Regions from separate parts of the Mus musculus genome. Here region 2 is linked to region 1. A link is a contact called in public HiChIP or PLAC-seq data. All regions are on one chromosome and are shown on one strand. The core of a region is the stretch at or near the end of the contact, and the rest is flanking DNA. Distances in the headings are between cores, read along the strand shown. Region 1 holds the start of Wdr5b (WD repeat domain 5B). Region 2 overlaps Parp9 (poly (ADP-ribose) polymerase family, member 9).

Region 1 (6,542 bases), core at 1,471-3,970:
TTGCACAGATGTATTCCACTTCCCTATTAATGCTGTAGAGGAACAAATACATTTTCTTAAAGAATGACTTGTCTTTGTTTTGTTGCTTTCATCCAAGTAAAACCTAGCCTCCCCACTGTGCAAAGTGGAAAAGAGGCAAATAATTCCAAGTTTATAGTATTATCTCTTCTTGGGAGTATCAGGTTCATTAGCTAGCTTCTTCTCACCTACCAAAGGTGAGACATGAGTCCTATAGGTCTCTCTTATGTATACCATGCCTGACAGGATAAGAAGCCAGGGTGTCTTTGTGAAGGCTGGCTCCCCATGCACTGAATGGTCTGGCATGGCAGTAGGCAGAGGCATTTTGAAGAGCCTTTGAGAATGCCCTGGCATGAGAGTAGTCTGGCCATGAGTTTTGAGTTATTCATCCTGGACTTTCTGGGGGACAACTGCTACCTCCTAGTTCATGGCTTGGCTCCCAATCAGTCCCTTTCCTACCCTCAGGGTATTACATTTTGTACTTAGGAAAACGCCATGCCTGTACTTCTAAGTGTTGGAAAGTAACCACTTAGATCAGTACATCTCCATTAGCTTGTCCTTAGGCTAGCAAGGTGTCTGGTATGCGGGTAGTTTCTGCTGTTAACACTTCACTGACTCTCACACGCCTCCCGAGAGCTAACATGACACGACATTCTAGCCATCAGACACGAGAGCTCTCAGTTAACAGCTGTAACTTTAAAGGTACCACGTGCCACTGTCTGGGAACTTACGGAGACGCACATATGATGGAACGCTGCCTATGGCTTCAGAAATCTAATGGTCCATATGCTGTCTAGCTATATGTACTTTCTGCCTTTGCTTCATTTTAGGTATCAAATGCTTTGATTTTTGTCACTTTCATATTTATCATCAAAAAGCACTGTGTGTGTTGTATGTGTTGGATAGTTTATCATTCATAGAACAAACCGGACCATGATTTATTGTCCCCAACTTGACAGATTAATTTGGCAATTTGATGCCCAATCATATTGAATAACAAAAATATACAAGTGACATGTAAAATGTCTCCAATCCTCTCATTGCCTCCCTAATGTCACTGCCCTTAATGACCTCCCAAACCAGAGGCTACACGTCCCTCCTCCCCTGGGTCATCCTGTTGTGTCACCTTTCCAGATATTCCAAAAACCTTACCCCCCTGGGAAAGCCAGTGAAAGAATGAGGCTCTGTCCAGGGGTGAGCACAGGAGATTCCTAGCAGGCCTCAAGACTAGGATTCACAAGCCCTAAGTCCTAGACCTGTTTTTACAAGGGTCTCACTTTGCAAAGTAAGATGATTCAGACTCAAGGACAGTTTAAGCTTTGCCAGAATCCAGAGAGACCATCCTTTGGATTTTGTGTCTAACTTGGCTTTCCTCATCGCCTGCCAGAGACTTCAGCAGTCACTCGACCACACTTTAATTGTCTTGTCATTTTCTAGTGCTGCTGATGCGATGATGTTTTTTGTAGGGTGACAGGCTGCTGAGATCACCACATCTGTGTGACCTTGCAACCTCTGTACAATCTCTTTAGTCTGAAGATTCCAGATGTAAACCATGTTGTCCTCTGAACCAGACACAACCCACTTTCTACCAGTAACCGAGAAACTGGCAAATAGGCAGTATTTCTCATTCTTATGACCAGTGTATGTCTTCAGGCATCTGCCCCTGCTGTAATCCCACAGTTTAAGAGTATTGTCCAAAGTTGCAGTGAGAATGTATTTACCATTTGGAGAAAATTTTACAAAAGACACTGGAGGGTTGCCTTCATCAGCAAGTGTCCTTAAACACTGGCCTGACGCAGCATCCCAAATTCTACAAAGCCCATCATAGCTCCCGGACACTATCAAGGACCCATTACAATTAAAATTTACGGCAGAAATGGGGTCCGAATGTGCAGACAAAGTCTTGAGGCATTTTCCTGTTTTTACTTCCCATATTTTCACACTCTCATCAAAAGAGCCCGAAACGATGAGGTTGGATGGTGGGTTGAAGTCACAACAGAAGACGAAATCGCTGTGCCCCTTCAGTGTTTTCAGACATTTTCCAGATCTCATATCCCATACCTTTAGAGTCTTATCATCTGAGGCTGAAACTAGACGACTAGAATCTGAAGACCAGGCAACATCTGATATTTCCAGACTGTGACCATAGAGTGTTTTCTTACAATTCCCATCGTATGCTCCCCAAATTATAATTAGTGCATCAGCTGCAGAACTCGCTAGCCATTCGCCATTAGGACTAAATTTAACTGATGATATGGCCGCCGAGTGCCCCGCAAGAGTAAGTCTGAGAGCATAGTTGGGTTTCTGCGGCTCTTCCTCGCGCCGGGGGGCAGAGAGAAGTGACTGTGCTCTCTCTGCTGGCAGATGCTCGGTCGCCATAGATCCGGCTCTATAATTTGCGCGGGCTTCCCGCCCTGAAACTTACAGAAGTTAAAACTTGCGGTTGGAAGGCGGATGGTTTTGATTGTAACATGGGCTCCTCTATAAGGTCCGTTCCCAGTCAGCAACGAAGTTTGAACCACTCCCCGTCTTGCTTTCTTCTATAGCATCACGGATCACAGTGATCCTGGGATCCGTACTCGTGTCAGATGCTGTCAAAGGACTAGGCCGATCCGCGGGGGTTCGGGGCTGCACCTTTCCTCTTCCACGCCCTCCGCAGCTCCAAAATGTCTGGGAACCTCAAGCAACAGATGACGTCACACAAAACAGGATTTATGAGAGGCTCAAGTAGAGCCCAGGACGACGCTAGGTACGCATCCTGCCAGGCTGCGCACGCGCCGAAGGAGACATGCATTTTCTTCCGGTTCTCCAGGACAGGAAGTTGACACTGAACCCGGTTTTTTTCCCTGAGAGAGCTGGGTGCAGGAAAGGGCGCAGCAGGCACTTCATGAAGGCTGTGCATATTGAGGGTACCTCTGTCCACACCCACCCCGACTGAGTTTAGCTGCCAAGATTATAATAATAATAGCTGCCTGTGTGTGTACTTTGCGAATGCAATACCTACCCTCAGGGTCAGGAGTCCCATCATCCTGGAAATGGAGTTACAGATGGTTGTGAGCTGCCTGTAGGTGCTGGAAGGTCCTCTGGAGAACTGCCAATGATCTTAACCACTGAACTACATCTGAAGCCTGGACTACGGTGACTTCTGATATAGAGATTATATCATCAATTCAAAAACTTTCCATTTTTATTAACTCACCTAAAGCACATTGAATAACAAATTTTAGGCTTTATTTCAAGTAAATATATATTTTTCTAATGACTAGAAAACCAAAAGGATATAATGGGTACAACCTAGGAGCTAAACCAGGATGGTGATGGACCTTTAGTTCACTACACACACAAGCACGAGGGACAAAAGATGCGCAGACTTGGTACGTTGGTAGGATTAAGACATGACTTGAACTTTGAAGGGTAAAACGCACTTTTTGATGTGTAGGATACCTTGTGTATAAATAGCATTGGGGACTCCCAAAAAGAAAAGGCTGTAAGTAAAACTGTTTGTCGTTACTCATGGTCTAATATTAACAAACTGTCCTAACAAATTACTAGGATCTGCTTAGCTCTCAGGAAGGAGATTTGGTGACAGTGTTCACCAGGAAATAGTAATCCTAAATGGCAGCAAGCAGAGCAGGATCCTGAGCTCCTAAGCAGTAGCATGTCTTCCTTTAAAAAAAAAAAAAAAAAAGATTTATTTATAATATGTAAGTACACTGTAGCTGTCTTCAGACACTACAGAAGAGGGCATCAGATCTTCTTACAGATGGTTGTGAGCCACCATATGGTTGCTGGGATTTGAACTCCGGGTGCTCTCAACCACTGAGCCATCTCACCAGCCCGCATTTCTTCCTTTTACAACAAGCTACCCTTCGCGTAAGGGGACCTCTAGGTTTTGCTTTGTTCACTGAAAAAAAAAAAAATCAAAAATCTGTTTCTCCTTTAAAAAACCATTTAAAAAAAAAAAAAGAAACATGTGCCAGACTTATATGGTCTTCGAAGATTACTCCTATCTGGACTGTTTTAACTGGTTTCCTCAAAGCAGCTTTTGGGAGTAGAAATCCAGTTCCCAAGCCTCTACCCAATCTGGAAAACCTATTCAGACTAAACAGGAAGGACTGAGCACCGCCTGTAACTGAGTAGCTTTAAAAAGCTGCGCTCCCGCGCGCGCGCGCGCACGCACACACACACACACACATATCGTGCTATCCTTGTAAAACCACATGCTTATAGCTTGCTGCCCACACCACTCCCCCCGAGCCCTGCACTATTTTGTCCTCAACACTGGTCTTTTGTGTTTTATTTCTCCTTACCTACATAGTTCAAATTGTTGAAAGCCAGTGTTCCTTATTACAGTCCCTGTTCTGGACTTCACTGACTTGCTTGGGCTAAGGGAATATGGGTAGAGATGTGTAAACACTCTGCAAACACTGCAATCACAAACGAGCATGTATACTCTGTAATTTTCAAATGTGGGTCAAGTTGGAATTATGGATCAAAAAGCAGAATATTTGCCTAAAATTCTCAAAGCTGCAAATTCGGCTCTCAGCAGCACTCAAGAGTTGCGTGTGGTGGTGCCTACCTATAATTTCACCACTCCGCATTGGAAGCATGGGGGGCCAGTTCAAACTTAACAGCTACAAAGGAGTTAAAGCTAGCCTGGGCTTCATGAGAACCTCACCTAAAAATACTGTCACACACACACACACAAACACACACACACACACACACCCATACGGAGGTGAATAGTAGACAAAAAATCATTCAAGCTTTGTAGTAAATCTATAGAGTCCACAATTTTTGTATTGGATATGAAACAAGAGTTCACAGAAACTGAAGCTGTTTTGATTTAAAGTTCTTTTCACAAAAATACTGGGCCAGTAAACCTCACAAGGAGTGAAACTGTCAGAGTAAAGAATATACCAACTTTTTCTTTTCATTTGTTTTATAAGCCTAGAGGAATAAAAAAAGCATTCTTCTGCAATATATATAATATGTGAAAACCGGAAACCTCAACAGCCTAGCCACTGGGCTCCCACCTCAGGTGGACGTACAGTAACAAAACTTGTATCAAATGCACTGCAGTGTGTGCTACTTGCAGAATAAACCAGCAGCTTTTCCTCTTCCTTACTGCTTTGATGTCACAGACTCCTGGTGTGAAAATGTTTTTCATAAACTTCAGGACCCTCTCTCTATCCTCAACAGTAACTACAAATGAAACACTCTGTTGATACATTTGCTTTTAACAGTTGTCAATTCTGGATTCAGCTGTGCACCCATTACTACCACAGGTGTATACTCCTCATCCACTATTTATTGAAAATTGACCGTGTGCAAAGCATTCATTCACCCACGGCTGGCAGAGTGCATTCAGTACAAAGTATCAATAGCCATTCTAGATCAAGTGTACAAACACTCTGGAGAAAGGGCACAGGATCTATGTTTAAGAGCAGGCTGGGCTAGTGTCACACCCATGGTGCTGATCAGAAGAGCTGTTACTTTGCACCCCAAAGAGTTTTCCTACGTCAATATCTGTTTTCACTTCTGTCACTAAATTCACAATCAACTGCCTGAATTTCTTTTAAAGTGTTGCACTTGTCTGAATGTTAGTACTGCAGAAGGGGAAGGATGCTTAGGAACAAGGGAGTCAATTCATCTATCAGAATATGCAAATCAATGGCAATTGTGATTATGAGATGGAGCCACTTCAAAGTATCGCCAGTTAGGAACAGTTGGGAACAATGGTCTGATGCAGAGCTTGCAAGGCTCTCTCCTCTGGACAGCCACCATCTATCTAAGCCAAGTACTCCATTAAGTTTTGAGCCTCTATTTATAATACAGTCGGAATTATCCATCTTAAATAGCAACTAAAGGACTGATTAAGGGAATGCCCTGAAACAAAATAGACACTAAATATGACTTTTTTATTATTTGACCTAAAGGAGGACAGAAATTTGTCTACACTTAGCTGAAAACAGGACCTAGTATTCCTTCATTCTTTCTTACCTCAAGCTTCTGGATGATCTTATGACCAATAGTAATTTGGTACTTTGAAAAAAATTAAGGTTTGTTTTTATCTGGAAGTGCTTGCTCATAGGTATGCGTGCACACCATGTGTCCCGGGAAAGCCAGAAGAGAGCTCCGGATCCACTGTAGCTGGAGTCAAAGCAAGATGGGTGCTGATGTGGGTGCTGGGAGCCACACTCCCATCTTCCTCGAGGGTAGTGACTTCCCGTAACAGATGACCTCCTAACACAAGAGGTCTCCCTCCAGCTCTAGCAATGTGATATTTTTAAAACATTAAACCTCTACTTTATTAAACATTACCCTGATGTCTTAGTACTCATAAGCTGTTCTTTTGTAACAATAAAGAATATAGAATATCATTTATATACAGGCAAATATTATATTTAACTAATTTTGAATGATAGGAGTCTAAATACTTCCAACTCTGCAGACAGATAGTTAATTTGTCTACCTCAAACAAAAAAAAATGGCTCTACTAATTTAGGATTTCAAAATGAAAC
Region 2 (6,612 bases), core at 3,375-5,874, 75 kb after region 1:
AAAATAAAAATAAGGAGCCAGGCACAGTGGACTTAAAAAAAAATAGTTACTCATTTTTATTTTATGTGTGAGTGGTTTTGCCTACATCAGTGTGCCGGTACCAAGTCTGTTCTTGGTGTCTGGATAGATCAGAAGAGGGCATCAAATCTCTAGATCTGGAGTAACAGATGGTTGTGAACCAGGTAGGTTCTTGAAATCAAACCTGGGTCCTCTGCAAGAGCCACAAGTGCTCTTAACCACTGAGCTTGCTGAATTTTTAAAGGAATCCTATTGCTGGAGAAACTGTAATCTGGCTACAATAATCTGTTCTAGCCTGTGAGGCAGTCCAATGGCAGTCCCCTCTCTAGGCAGCAGACCTAGAAAGGGACAAAGGCTATTGAGCAATCCTGTCCAGCAGCACACAGTAAGTGTTCTGTGTTCTCCCTCTCCTGTTTCAAAGTGGGAGTTATCACTACACATCTCCCAATCCAGTTCATACCAGTAGCTAATAAGTAAGAGGGGACACTTCATCTGCCAGATTATACCTGCTTCACTGACAGGAAATAGAGGACGGAAGGGTCCAGCATGATGGTACATGCCTTAAATCCCAGGAACAGTACCAGGGAAGGTTACTGCAGCCAGATCTCTGTGAGTTACAAGACAGCCGGGACTACATAGATTCTGTCTAAAAAAGGTAGGGCGGGGCACAAGATACAAGTTTCTTCAAGTTACTTTCTTAAGTAACTAAGTTACTTTAAGGTAAATGTTAGCTTCTAACTAAGGAAGGAGGAGTTGGTATTATCAGTGAAATGAGAAAGGTAAGAAAGGGACACATCAAGGCGCCCTCTGCAGATAGGATAGCTAGAACACTGAAACGGGAACAAGGTTAAAACGAGCACCATAGATCCTGCTGTCCATTCTCCCATCAATGTATCGCACACAAACAAAAGACAGAAAAGATAAAAGAGTGACCATTTCTAAAAGACTTCACTCCTGAAGCCCAGGGGAGAAGGATCCCTCCCCGACAGTCACCCACTGACTCTGCTAGCCTGTGCCCAAGTAGGCAGCCCTGAAGACACGCCCAGAGGACAAGCCTGACACCTACTATAGGATGTCGAATACATTCTGTGGAAGCCGACTCTGCACACCGTATTGCAGAACTGATGTGGGACCTGCTGAAACAACCTTTGGCTCCCAGATCCCTTTGGCGTCCTCTCTTCCATCATTTTCTTCTTCTCTTGGAAGGCAGCCAGCAGCACCTTATTGTCTATCTGCTCCACCTGTAAGCAAAGAAGAGATTTGATGCTCTGAAAAATGGCTACTTAAATTGTTTCCCGCACTGCTTGAAAGATACATGTGCTACGTGGATAGAATATATGAAGCTTGCTGTTCAGTTCTCTCCTAATCTGGCTTCTCTCTCTGTCTCTTCAAAATATCCTACCCCCTTTTTCAATAAGTGCATTTAATAATGTCAGTTGTATGCCTTTAGACCCAGAAGTAGAGACAGGGGGAGGGGTCAGAAAGAGATCAAGGACAGTCTCAGCTACATATGCAAGTATAAAGCTAGCCTGGGCTACGTGAGACTCTGTCTCAAAAGAAAGTAACTTAATAAAGATTTCACAGGCTTGGGGGATGGCTCAGTTAGTTGGTAAAGTGTCCCGCTTGAAAACATGAGGACCTGAGTTCACTCCTCAGACTCTACATTTTAAGAAGCCACACATGTGATATGTGCTTGTGATCCCAGGACTGGGGACGACACATGTCCCTGGGGCTCACTGGCTGGCCAAGCTTGCCCAATTAGCAAGTTCCAAGTAAAAGCGAGAGACCCCGTTTTAGTTACTATTCTATTGCTGTGAAGAGACACCATGTCCAAGGCATCTCTTATAAAAGACTGCATCTAACTAGTGCTTGCTTATAGTTTTTGACGTTTGGTCCATGATCATAATTAAAGGAAGCAGGCATGTATGAGAACAGTAACAGAGACCAAGACAGGCTGGCATACCTTTTGAAACCTCAAAGCCCACTCCCAGGGACCCACCTCCTCCAATAAGACCACACCTCCAAACCCTTCTGAAATAGTTACACTAACTAGGGACCAAGCATTCTAATGTATGAGCCTATGGGGTGGTGGGGGTGGGGGTGGGGGCGTTCGCATTCAAACTACCACAGACCCTGTCTCAAAAAAAACAAGGTGAGCAGTGGAAGAGAAGAGTCCTAAGGCAGGACAACAGCTAAGGTTTCCTAACCTCCACATACTAGAGACCTCAAATATTAGTCTTTCCTGACAGTCTTTTATGAGAAGGAACTCAAATCTTATCTCCCATACCTAGTAAGACTTTTATACAAAGCTTTAATCTCCTACCCCATAAAACTTTTTATTTACAAAGGCCAGGCAGCTAGGAGCTTAAGTAATTTAGGCACTGGCACTTCCCTGCCCCCATTTCCTTCATCTCCTTTTCACAGTTTCTTTGAAAGCTAGCCAAGCCAGCAACAGTGGAGGTCAGACTCCTGTCAGTGGGGACAGGACAGTCTCCACCTGTGTTAGAATGTAACCGAGTGAGCTCCCCCACCCAGCTCTTCTTTCTGAGTAGCGTGCACCCTGCTGATGAGAAGTAAAGTTTTGCCTTGTTGGGACACTTTAACTGGAGAAGCCCTTTATTTAGACAGCATACACACAGCATGCCTACCCTGCTTCACACACAACTCCACTGTGTCATCAGCATGTGCAGTCACTGGTACAGAAATGACCTACAGGCATAGTATGTGTCCCATTACAGCTAATGGCTTAGTAAGATAAAAGTGGGTTAAACAGAGGTAGCACGGCAGGCTAAACACCGTGTGCTTTCCACGGTAGTTGTCGATGACAGGTAGACACTTCCTCATAAATCTTGAGTCTGTGTCTCTGCTTGTCTTGACATCATGTCTGCCTCCTGATTCTAACTCTACTCTTCAAGGCCTGTATTTCTACCCAGTCTTATTCCAGACTCCAGGTGACTGAGCGGCTGAGTCCTTGGCAGGAGAATTTTCATTTTGGCTATAGAACCAGTTAACAGCTAGGTAAACCAGAGCCTTCTTTGATTATACCTGCACAACCCACAAGCCACACTTTTCAAACTGTTTCTTTCGGTCCTGAAGTTCCTGAGTTAATGATGCTGGGTATCGTTGAAATGTGTACGATTCTTCCATTTTATCCAGTTTTTCTTGCTGGTTGGTCCCCTGTCCTAAAATAATGAGTAAGAAAAAAACCTTGTTTCAATGCTCCATGAACACAGGGGGAAAAATATGTTAACTCTCTCTCTCTCTCTCTTTTTATTTTTTTTCCTCTATCTACATGTACACCTGCATGCCAGAAGAGGGCATCAGATACTACAACCTGGCCATCAGGTAAAATACAGTTACCCGTTAATGCTGCATTTGCAGAAGTGGACATGTTCCATTTCTTATTGTCTTCTCTGCATGGCTCTAACTTTGTCTTAAGGCTTTTTGTATAATCCATGACACCACAAGTAAATCCGACAGTATGTGTTTCTATTTATTAATTTACAACTAACAGTAGAAAGACAAAACATGGCTTATCAAAGTGATGTGACCTGAGCTAACCATGGTGACTCACATCTGTAACCCCAGGGAGGCTGAGGCAGGATAACTGTCCTAAGTTTAAAACTCACCTGGGATACATAATCAATTTCAGGAAGGCCAGGGTTATAAGGCCTTATCTCAAAAAACAAACAAACAAACAAACAAAAAAACCAAACCAGGTCAGACACAGTGGCTATTGGGATTTGGAAGATGTTGGAACAGGGTGTGGAGGTGCTTATTTAACGTACCAAAGCAGAACTGGTCTCTAGGTTCTACCAGCATCTCTCAGTCCCTACCTGCTACAGGATATGGCTGGCATATCCTGTCCTCTATCCTGAACTTCCCAGCCAATGAGCTTGGCTTCCCCTCCCCAGGAGGCTCTTCCCTATGTAATCCAGACATTTTTTGTTCTCTCTTCCAGCCCCCCCCCCCATGCCTGCTTTCTCTCCGTGGACCCCACTTTTCTGTCTCCTCCTCTGCACAGCATCTCAATGAATTAGCCTGAGAGCTGTACCCAATAAACCTGCCTTTATATACTTTACTTTGGCTTGAATTGGCTCATTTCATCAGCACAGATAACATCCGTGGCAGAAACCTGTTAACTAAGCACTCAATAGCCACACAGGCAGGAGAACTAGGAGTTCAAGGCTATCCTTAAGTATGTAATTGTTGTGGCTAGCCCTGGGGCTAATTATATTTGATGTTAATTCCGTTCTCCCGGTCCAGTAGCTGCTAACAAGGAATGAGTCAGCACTCAGGTGATTTCCTGTAAACCTGCTTCCCACCTTAATTTGTAAAATAAAGGAGAGCTGATGATTGGGCAGATAAAAGGGAAGGTGGAAAAATAAAAAATAAAAAAAATTTAAAAAAAAGGGAAGGTGGAGCAGAAGGAGGGGGAGAGAGAAGGAGAAAATGTAAGAGGGAGAGGACAAGAGGAGGAGGAAGAAGGAGAAAAGCAGAGCAGAAGCACATGGCCTGGAGAAACTGCAAGTTCTAAGAGGTCTCATAAGCTGTGGAAGATGGTAGTGTAACGGTAGATCTGCCCAATCTAGGCGCACAGCTTGTAATCATATTAACTGTGTTGTGTTTTCATTGCCTGGGGATATTTGGGAGGAGATTTACTGCAATGAGTTCAAGGCCAGTTTCCGCTACTTGAGACCCTTTCGGAAAGGAAAGGAAAGGAAAGGAAAGGAAAGGAAAGGAAAGGAAAGGAAAGGAAAGGAAAGGAAAGGAAAGGAAAAAGGAGGGGAGGGGAGGGGAGGGGAGGGGAGGGGAGGGGAGAGGATGGGCTGGAGAGATGGCTCAGCAGTTAAGAGTACTGACTGCTCTTCCGGAGGTCCTGAGTTCAATTCCCAGCAGCCACATGGTGGCTCACAACATCTGTAATGAGATCTGATGCCTCATCTGGTATATCTGAAGACAGCAACAGTGTACTCACATAAAATAAATAAATCTTAAAAAAAAAAAAAGGAAAGAAAAAAGAGGTCTGGATATAACAGAGTTGTTGGAAACAGGAACAGCAGCAGCTGTGGCTGTTGTACCAGATAAGCAGAAAATCAAGTCAGTCAAAATTTGAGCATGTAAAGGGGAGAGTCTTGGGAACTGGCCCCTCTAACTAAGGAACTATGGTATTTGATGGCTACTAGGAGGAGGAGTCCATTTTCCTCAGGGATGTAGCCCAGTAAGTTGCTCATGGTCCACTGGATAGCACTAGATTCACCTGCATATGGAAGGCTCCAATTGAACTCAGTGTACTTTTTTTAAAAAGACATGAAGTTGGAAGGGAAATGTGGAGATTTCAGGGCTTTTACTGGCCTCACTTGAGGTTTAATAATAATAGAATAATAATAAAGACGCATAGACATCTATACAGTTTAAAGCTGTTGGCCTGTCTGCTGGGGCTATTCCTTAGCTAGCCCATCTAAACGTAACCCAAATTACCTGCCATTGATTCTCTCCACTTGCCACTCAATGTCTCTTTCCTGCTGTCTTTCTGCCCAAGCCTCAGCCCTCAGGTCTTTATTACAAACTCAACCAGTTGGCACTGGGAGATACATGACCTTCCCCACAGCAACTTGCCTTTCTTTTTGAGCAGGTGAGGATGTGACAAGCATTTACATATCCCGCTAGCCTGGTGCAGCCTGGCCCAACAATTAACAATTGAGAACGCACACAGTAAATACAATATTAGTGGGTCATCCCAACAGGGAGGTCTAAGAGGAACTGGGACAGAAGAATGGGGGTGAATATGAATGCATTGTCTACATGTATGAAAGTCTCAGGGAATAAACAAAAACATTTACACCCCCAATCATGAAAAGCAAATAGCCTAAGTCTGAGCCAGAACGGTTTATTTTCTTCACTCAGTCTGTTATCCACAAAGACCCAAATATATGCGACCAGAAGGAACACTTGGGAGAACTGACTGCTTTGTTTGAAGATGGGATAGTATGTAGGGCAGGTTAGTCTCCAACTTACTTTGAGGCTAGGGTAGACTTAAACTCCTGATCCTCCTGCCTCTATCTGCCCTGTGTTGGGATTGCACCTGGCTTTGGGAGATTGGGGTTCACCATTTCGCTCCTTTCTGTTTCCGTTCCATCTTCTCTATTCACAGAGAGCACTCTGGAATATTATTGGTTTGACCTGACTTAACAAATTTACTGTCCATACCTACACTAATCTATACCAATACCAATACTAACCCATACTAACACCTCCCTCATCCCTTAGTTCGAAGGACATTTACTTCAAATTTAAGAAACTTTTTTCCTCATTCAATTTATTTATTTTGAGACAGTCTCACCATATATGTAGCCCTGGCTGGCCTGGAACTCACACAGATTTACCTTACAGGTGCCAGGAGGATAAAGGGTGTGGTGTCGCACAATTCCTAGCAAGGGCTTTTAACTTAACATGCAGTCACTCACCTGACAAGCTCCAAAGATTTTTCTCCCTTTTTCCTGCCACTTCTTCCTGAACGTCACACAGCATACATTCAATCCTCATAACTGCGTCAATGAGGTCAGCCTGGGGACCTTTAATCTCCAAAGTGGC

What was found. HiChIP or PLAC-seq counts read pairs in DNA pulled down with a chosen protein or histone mark.
Region 2: an H3K27ac HiChIP or PLAC-seq map of embryonic stem cells shows a contact between it and region 1, with 7 read pairs. The contact joins the enhancer-like site here to the promoter of Wdr5b in region 1. A contact is called at or near these places in 2 of 39 promoter capture datasets (the C10 cell line and liver), 1 of 15 datasets of contacts at CTCF or cohesin (CD8 T cells), 1 of 484 Hi-C or Micro-C datasets (embryonic stem cells), 3 of 115 datasets of contacts at active chromatin or transcription factors (bone marrow-derived macrophages and embryonic stem cells) and 3 of 9 other capture datasets (adipose tissue, liver and pancreatic islet).

What each region holds. Positions count from the first base shown.
Region 1 is chr16:36,037,368-36,043,909 of GRCm38.p6, reverse strand. Wdr5b (WD repeat domain 5B) reads right to left here and starts at 2,720. Exons shown (of 1, transcript NM_027113.2): 1 at 936-2,720. The coding sequence starts at 2,397. The coding sequence ends at 1,411. Fam162a (family with sequence similarity 162, member A) reads left to right here. Exons shown (of 5, transcript NM_027342.2): 5 at 1-66.
Region 2 is chr16:35,964,238-35,970,849 of GRCm38.p6, reverse strand. It overlaps Parp9 (poly (ADP-ribose) polymerase family, member 9), which reads right to left. Exons shown (of 11, transcript NM_030253.3): 8 at 6,486-6,612; 9 at 3,064-3,200; 10 at 1,085-1,259. It overlaps Gm15564 (a long non-coding RNA gene), which reads left to right. Exons shown (of 2, transcript XR_001781900.2): 2 at 3,330-4,099. Among named protein-coding and RNA genes, the nearest start is that of Gm15564, 16 kb to the left of the region's middle. Within about 2 kb of position 4,624, at least 13 of the 459 cell types and tissues checked have an H3K27ac peak or open chromatin away from gene starts, as enhancers often do. A contact at or near this core is called in embryonic stem cells, where this site is marked.